Linked DNA regions of Rattus norvegicus: region 1 is linked to region 2. The links are chromatin contacts, called in public Hi-C maps. All regions are on one chromosome and are shown on one strand. Each heading gives the region's core, a stretch centred on a gene start, on an enhancer-like site or on the middle of the called end of the contact. The rest is flanking DNA. Distances are from core to core; before and after follow the strand shown.

The links. Hi-C and Micro-C count contacts between places; a contact is called where the count stands out from the background.
Region 1: a contact with region 2 is called in a Hi-C map of liver, with 4 times the contacts expected there. The contact joins the promoter of Socs3 here to the enhancer-like site in region 2. A contact is called at or near these places in 10 of 12 Hi-C or Micro-C datasets (the A7r5 cell line, the Rat2 cell line, Schwann cells and 5 more) and 1 of 1 datasets of contacts at active chromatin or transcription factors (oligodendrocytes).

What each region holds. Positions count from the first base shown.
Region 1 is chr10:103,693,341-103,696,040 of GRCr8, reverse strand. Socs3 (suppressor of cytokine signaling 3) reads left to right here and starts at 1,273. Exons shown (of 1, transcript NM_053565.1): 1 at 1,273-2,135. The coding sequence starts at 1,290. The coding sequence ends at 1,967.
Region 2 is chr10:103,634,761-103,637,460 of GRCr8, reverse strand. No RefSeq gene overlaps it. Among named protein-coding and RNA genes, the nearest start is that of Tha1, 37 kb to the right of the region's middle. Within about 2 kb of position 1,325, at least 4 of the 93 cell types and tissues checked have an H3K27ac peak or open chromatin away from gene starts, as enhancers often do. A contact at or near this core is called in hepatocytes, kidney and liver, where this site is marked.

The sequences.
Region 1 (2,700 bases), core at 24-2,523, 59 kb before region 2:
TGGGGGGGAAAGTGTGAATGAGAAGTTGGGGGCGGAGCGCGCGGGGGAGGGGCCGCTGCCAGGAACGCTCGGCCACGGCTGGCGCCGCGCCCGCCGGTCGGGCAGCCTCGCGCCGCGCTTTGTCTCCCTCTCGGTGAGTCTCGGCGGGTCCAGGAGGCCCCAGCTCCAGGCCCGCCCTCGGCCGCCCGCGGCCCCTCCCTCGCCCTCCGCGCACAGCCTTTCAGTGCAGAGTAGTGACTAAACATTACAAGAAGACCGGCCGCGCAGTTCCAGGAATCGGGGGGGCGGGGCGTGCTGGCCGGGTAAATACCCGCGCGCGCGGCCTCCGCGGCGGCTTAACTCCGACTCTACTCTCGCCTGCTCTTGCCACCGCTGTCTCTCCGGGCTCCCGGACGCCCCCTGCCCGGTCCAGTTCTCCGCTGAGGTCCCTCGCCCAGGTCCTTTGCATGATCCACCCAGGAGCGCTCCTGGTCGGTCCTGGAAGCAGCGAAGCCAGAGGGGGCGCACGCACGGGGAGCCCCTTTGTAGACTTCACGGCTGCCAACATCTGGGCGCAGCGCGAGCCACTGCTGGCCGCCGCCTCGTCTCGGGGACCATAGGAGGCGCAGCCCCAAGGCCGGAGACTTTGCTTCGGGACTAGGTAGGAAGGAGGGGCGCGGTGTGGGGAAGGGTGGGGGCCTCGGTCCAGCTCGGGAGCTTTTCCCGGTTTCTCCTCCCCTTCCCGGGTCATTCCCGGTAGGGAGGGGACGAGGTAGGGGGTAGAGCGGATGAGAACCGAAGATCCCGGGTTCCCGTAATACTCAGACTGGGGCCCTCGGGCTTCTCCTGTCCCCTCTCCCGCATATCTCGGGTTTGGCACCCCCCTTTTTTTTTTTTCGTCCTCGCCACTGAGGGCACCGGACTGAGCGGCGCCCTGAGCGTCCCTAGGGCTCTTGTATCTCTCCCTATCCTGGCCGCGCTCCTGGAGATCCAACTTCCACGCGCGAGTTTCTCTGGGCGTCCTCCTAGGGAGAGCTGGGGAAGGGACTGTCTGGGGTTGGTCGGCAAAGACCGAGGCCAGGAGAGCCCAGCGAGGTGGCCGGGTCTGAGACACAGTCTTCAGCGGGTCAAAGGGGTGCCCCAGGCGCTAGGCGGTGGCTGGAGGGCCGGGCACGCTGGAGGGTTCCGGGTACTCACGCGCCTCGCGCTTTGCTTTCTGCAGCCCCCCGGGATGCGGTAGCGGCCGCTGTGCGGAGGCCGCGAAGCAGCTGCAGCCACCGCCGCGCAGATCCACGCTGGCTCCGTGCGCCATGGTCACCCACAGCAAGTTTCCCGCCGCCGGGATGAGCCGCCCCCTGGACACCAGCCTGCGCCTCAAGACCTTCAGCTCCAAGAGCGAGTACCAGCTGGTGGTGAACGCCGTGCGCAAGCTGCAGGAGAGCGGATTCTACTGGAGTGCCGTAACCGGCGGCGAGGCGAACCTGCTGCTCAGCGCCGAGCCCGCGGGCACCTTTCTTATCCGCGACAGCTCGGACCAGCGCCACTTCTTCACACTGAGCGTCAAGACCCAGTCGGGGACCAAGAACCTACGCATCCAGTGCGAGGGGGGCAGCTTTTCGCTGCAGAGTGACCCCCGGAGCACGCAGCCAGTGCCCCGCTTTGACTGTGTACTCAAGTTGGTGCACCACTACATGCCGCCCCCAGGGGCCCCCTCCTTCTCTTTACCACCGACGGAACCCTCCTCTGAGGTTCAGGAGCAGCCACCTGCCCAGGCACTCCCCGGGGGTACCCCCAAGAGAGCTTACTACATCTATTCTGGGGGCGAGAAGATCCCGCTGGTACTGAGCCGACCTCTCTCCTCCAACGTGGCTACCCTCCAGCATCTTTGTCGGAAGACTGTCAACGGTCACCTGGACTCCTATGAGAAAGTGACCCAGCTGCCTGGACCCATTCGGGAGTTCCTGGACCAGTATGATGCTCCACTTTAAAGAGCAAAGAAAGGGTCAGAGGGGGCCTGGATCGGTCGCCTCTCCTCCGAGGCACATGGCACAAGCACAAAAATCCAGCCCCAATGGTCGGTAGCTCCCAGTTAGCCCAGCAGAAGATAGGCTTCTTCCTCAGGCCCTCCACTCCGCAGAGTGGGGCAGGCAGGACCTGGAACGCGTCTGAGGGGAGGGGGGAGTTGCCACCTGCTTCCCCTCCCCCAGCTCCAGCTTCTCTCAAGTGGAGCCAGCCGGCCTGGTGGGACAATAGCATTGACAAGCGGACTCTCCTCTCCCCTCCCCTTCCTCCACACCCCTCCTGCTTCCCAAGGGAGGTGGGGACACCTCCAAGTGTTGAACTTAATGAGAACTGCAGGGGAATCTTCAAACTTTCCCACCGGAACTTGTTTGCGCTTTGATTTGGTTTTGATCAGCAGGCGCCAGGCCTGGGGGAAAGATGGAGGAGGAAAAAGGGTGTGTGAAGGGTTTCAGGCTTGGCCAAAGAAATAGCCACTCCTACTGCCCAGCCTAGGTGAGGAGTGGTGGCTCCCGGCTCTGGGGAGAGGCAAGGGGTGACCTGAAGAGAGCCATACTGGTGCCAGGCTCCTCTCCCACGGGGCAGCTAATGAAACCTCCCAGATCCCAAAGTCCTCTGGCACCCCAGACGCCTCCTCCCCATTGTGAAGAGGCAGTAGCATTGAGAAGGGGAGATGGATAGGGCTGGTTGGTCACCTTTTCC
Region 2 (2,700 bases), core at 76-2,575:
CAAGCCTGAGGAGAGCAGTTCCTAAGGAGAGTTAGAGGGAGTAGTGGAGAGACAGGGTTTGCAGGTGAGCTCTATGTCTGGCTGTGAGTGGAGATGGGACAAAGAAAACAGTGTAGGCTTTCATCTATATCAAGCACTCAGCAGCCTTCTCCACATGTGGGGTAGGTTGGCCAGAGCCGAGGGCAGGGCTGGAGGCATGCTCAGTCGGGAGACCGCCCAATGTGCAAGGATCCCTGGGTTCGGTTCCCAGCACCATGCAAATAGGACGTGGTGTCATGCGCTGGCAATCTCAGTACCTTGAAGGCAGAGGTAGGAGGATCAGAAGGTCAAACTATGTAGTGAGTCAGAGGCTAGCCTGGACTACATGCCACTCAAGGTTCCCAGGACACATGCAGCCTATAACTCCAACTCCATTTGGCCCCCAAGACACGCACACATACATGACAAACACTCATGGTTGCACACAAATACAAGGCACTCACATACAAACATACTTACATATATACATACATACATGCATGCACGCACGTACGCACGCACACATACATGCCTACATACTTGAGAATTCCTAGACAGGGGTGGTGGATGGCTCAGCAGTTAAGAGCGCTTCCTACTCTTGCAGAGGACCTGGGTCAGCTCCCAGCACCCACATCAGGCCGTTCCCAAGTGTCTGTAACTCCAGCTTCAGGGAATCAGATGCCTTCTGGTTTCTGTGGGCACACACATGAGTAAAAACAAGTCTTTGGGCCATTGTTTGTTTGTTTGTTTGGGTTTTTTTTGAGACAGGGTTTGTCTGTGGAGCCCTGCCTGTCCTGTAACTTGCCCTGTAAATCAAGCAGCCTCGAGCTCAGTTTGCCTGTTACTGAGCACAGGGACTAAACCTTGGCTTTTGTTATTGTTGTAAAAAAAAAGAGTAGAGGTTCCCAGTCACAGGGCAAAGGTTCCTCTGAGGGTGTCAGTCAGGCCAAGCTCAAGTTGGAAGAAGCCTCATCAGGAAGTGGCTAAGTTCCAGGTGAAGGTGGAGGAGCACGTGAGGGTTAGGGAGGAGTCTGAGCGAGGGAAGTTGAGCTGGCAGCCACTGTAATCATGACCCTTTGAAGTTCATCTGGACATGCGTTCTCCAGACTGAGTTAGATAAGGGGGCACAGCCCAACCAGGGTGTAGGCAGGAGGCTCACGTCCACGTACTTTCTCCAGCCTCCTGTCACTGGCATCGGTGTCCTCATCTGAGGGAAGCTTCAATGGACCCAAGTGGACCTCGAGGGGCCATGGCTAGGCTCTGGCTTCAGTTTCCCGGCTGGCCAGGACACTGCCTGTTCCCAGAACACTCCCTGCCCCAGAGGTCATTCACCCTGGGTAGGGACCGAGGATAAAAGATGTCACCTGAGCTATCCCTTTGATGGTGGCATCAGCCGCTGCCAGGGAGACCTGGTGATGGGGCAGGGGTTGGAGGTCACTTCTCCTCAGAGTCCTGTGGTTTTCTGTCCATGTTCAATCCAAAGGCCAGGTAGGAGGCCCCAAGCCCCCATTTCGGGGAGACTTGGTTGAGAGGCCCTGATTGCTAAACAGACCCTGGGCTGACTAGCCTAAGGAAGAAGACACCACTCCTGTGACCTCGAATGGAAGCAGCCAGCCCAGAGGCCAGATGAGCATCTCTGTGAAAGGAGGGCCATGTGTGTCCCTTCTGAGGGGGCAGCTTAGAGGCTTAGGCTGGATACTAGAGGCATGTCAGGCCACTGGGCCTCCAGATCCGTGTTCCTTCCTTCCTAAAGGCAGCCAGTTGTGGGTAATGATACAGGGCCTGAGGCAAAGACAGAAGCTCACAGGACTGCTGTGTGTGTGGCTGAGTGGACTGTGCAAACATCGAGTCCCTCATTAAAAAAAAAAAAAAAAAGGTAAGAATCTCAAGACATTGACAGAACATTAAATGGGACATGGAGTGCGTCTTAGCTCATGGACTCGTGCATTCTTGGGTCACCAGTACCAGAAACTCATCCTGCAGTAAAGAAAAAGCACACAGAAAGAGTTGCTAAGTACTTTCTAGCCATATGTAAACACACAATACATGCAAAGGCCCTGTGGCCACCTGGCACTCATGTGGAAGAGTTGAGATCTAAAGCCAGACCTGTCAGATCTTCCCTGAAGGGCAGGCTCATTAGACCTGACTGAGGAATCTCCCCTTCCTAAGAGTCAGGGCTTCTTGACACTGTGGTACCCAAGACCCTACTCCCAGGTTTGAAGTCTGGTTCTGTCAAGTCATTCTCTGGGCCCCCATTTCCCTATCTGTGAGATGGATGCGTCCTTGTCTCTATTTACCACTGAGTTATTTCTTGTGACACATATTCTACACCTAGAATAGCCCAGCCATATAAAGGCCTAGGTGATTCCCCCCAATCCCCACCATGGTCTGGAGCTCTCACGGGGTTACCTTTTGCATTGATGAACCTCCAACTACAGAAAACCAAGCCACCCAGCAGAGAGGCAGAGAGTAGAGATCTGGGGCTGCCTTCCTCACCCAGGCTTTCAAGTGGAAACACACAGCCTACAGCTCTGGCTTTTGCTGAGGGCCACTGCGCTGCAAAGGGCTCCCTCTAGTGGCCTGGTGTGAAACTGCTCCCCTGGGCCCTAGCTGGCCCTGGGGAGGAAATGGGAAGCAACTGGAATCCGGTTCTTTCTCCCCTGGGTGGTGGCAGGGTCCTAA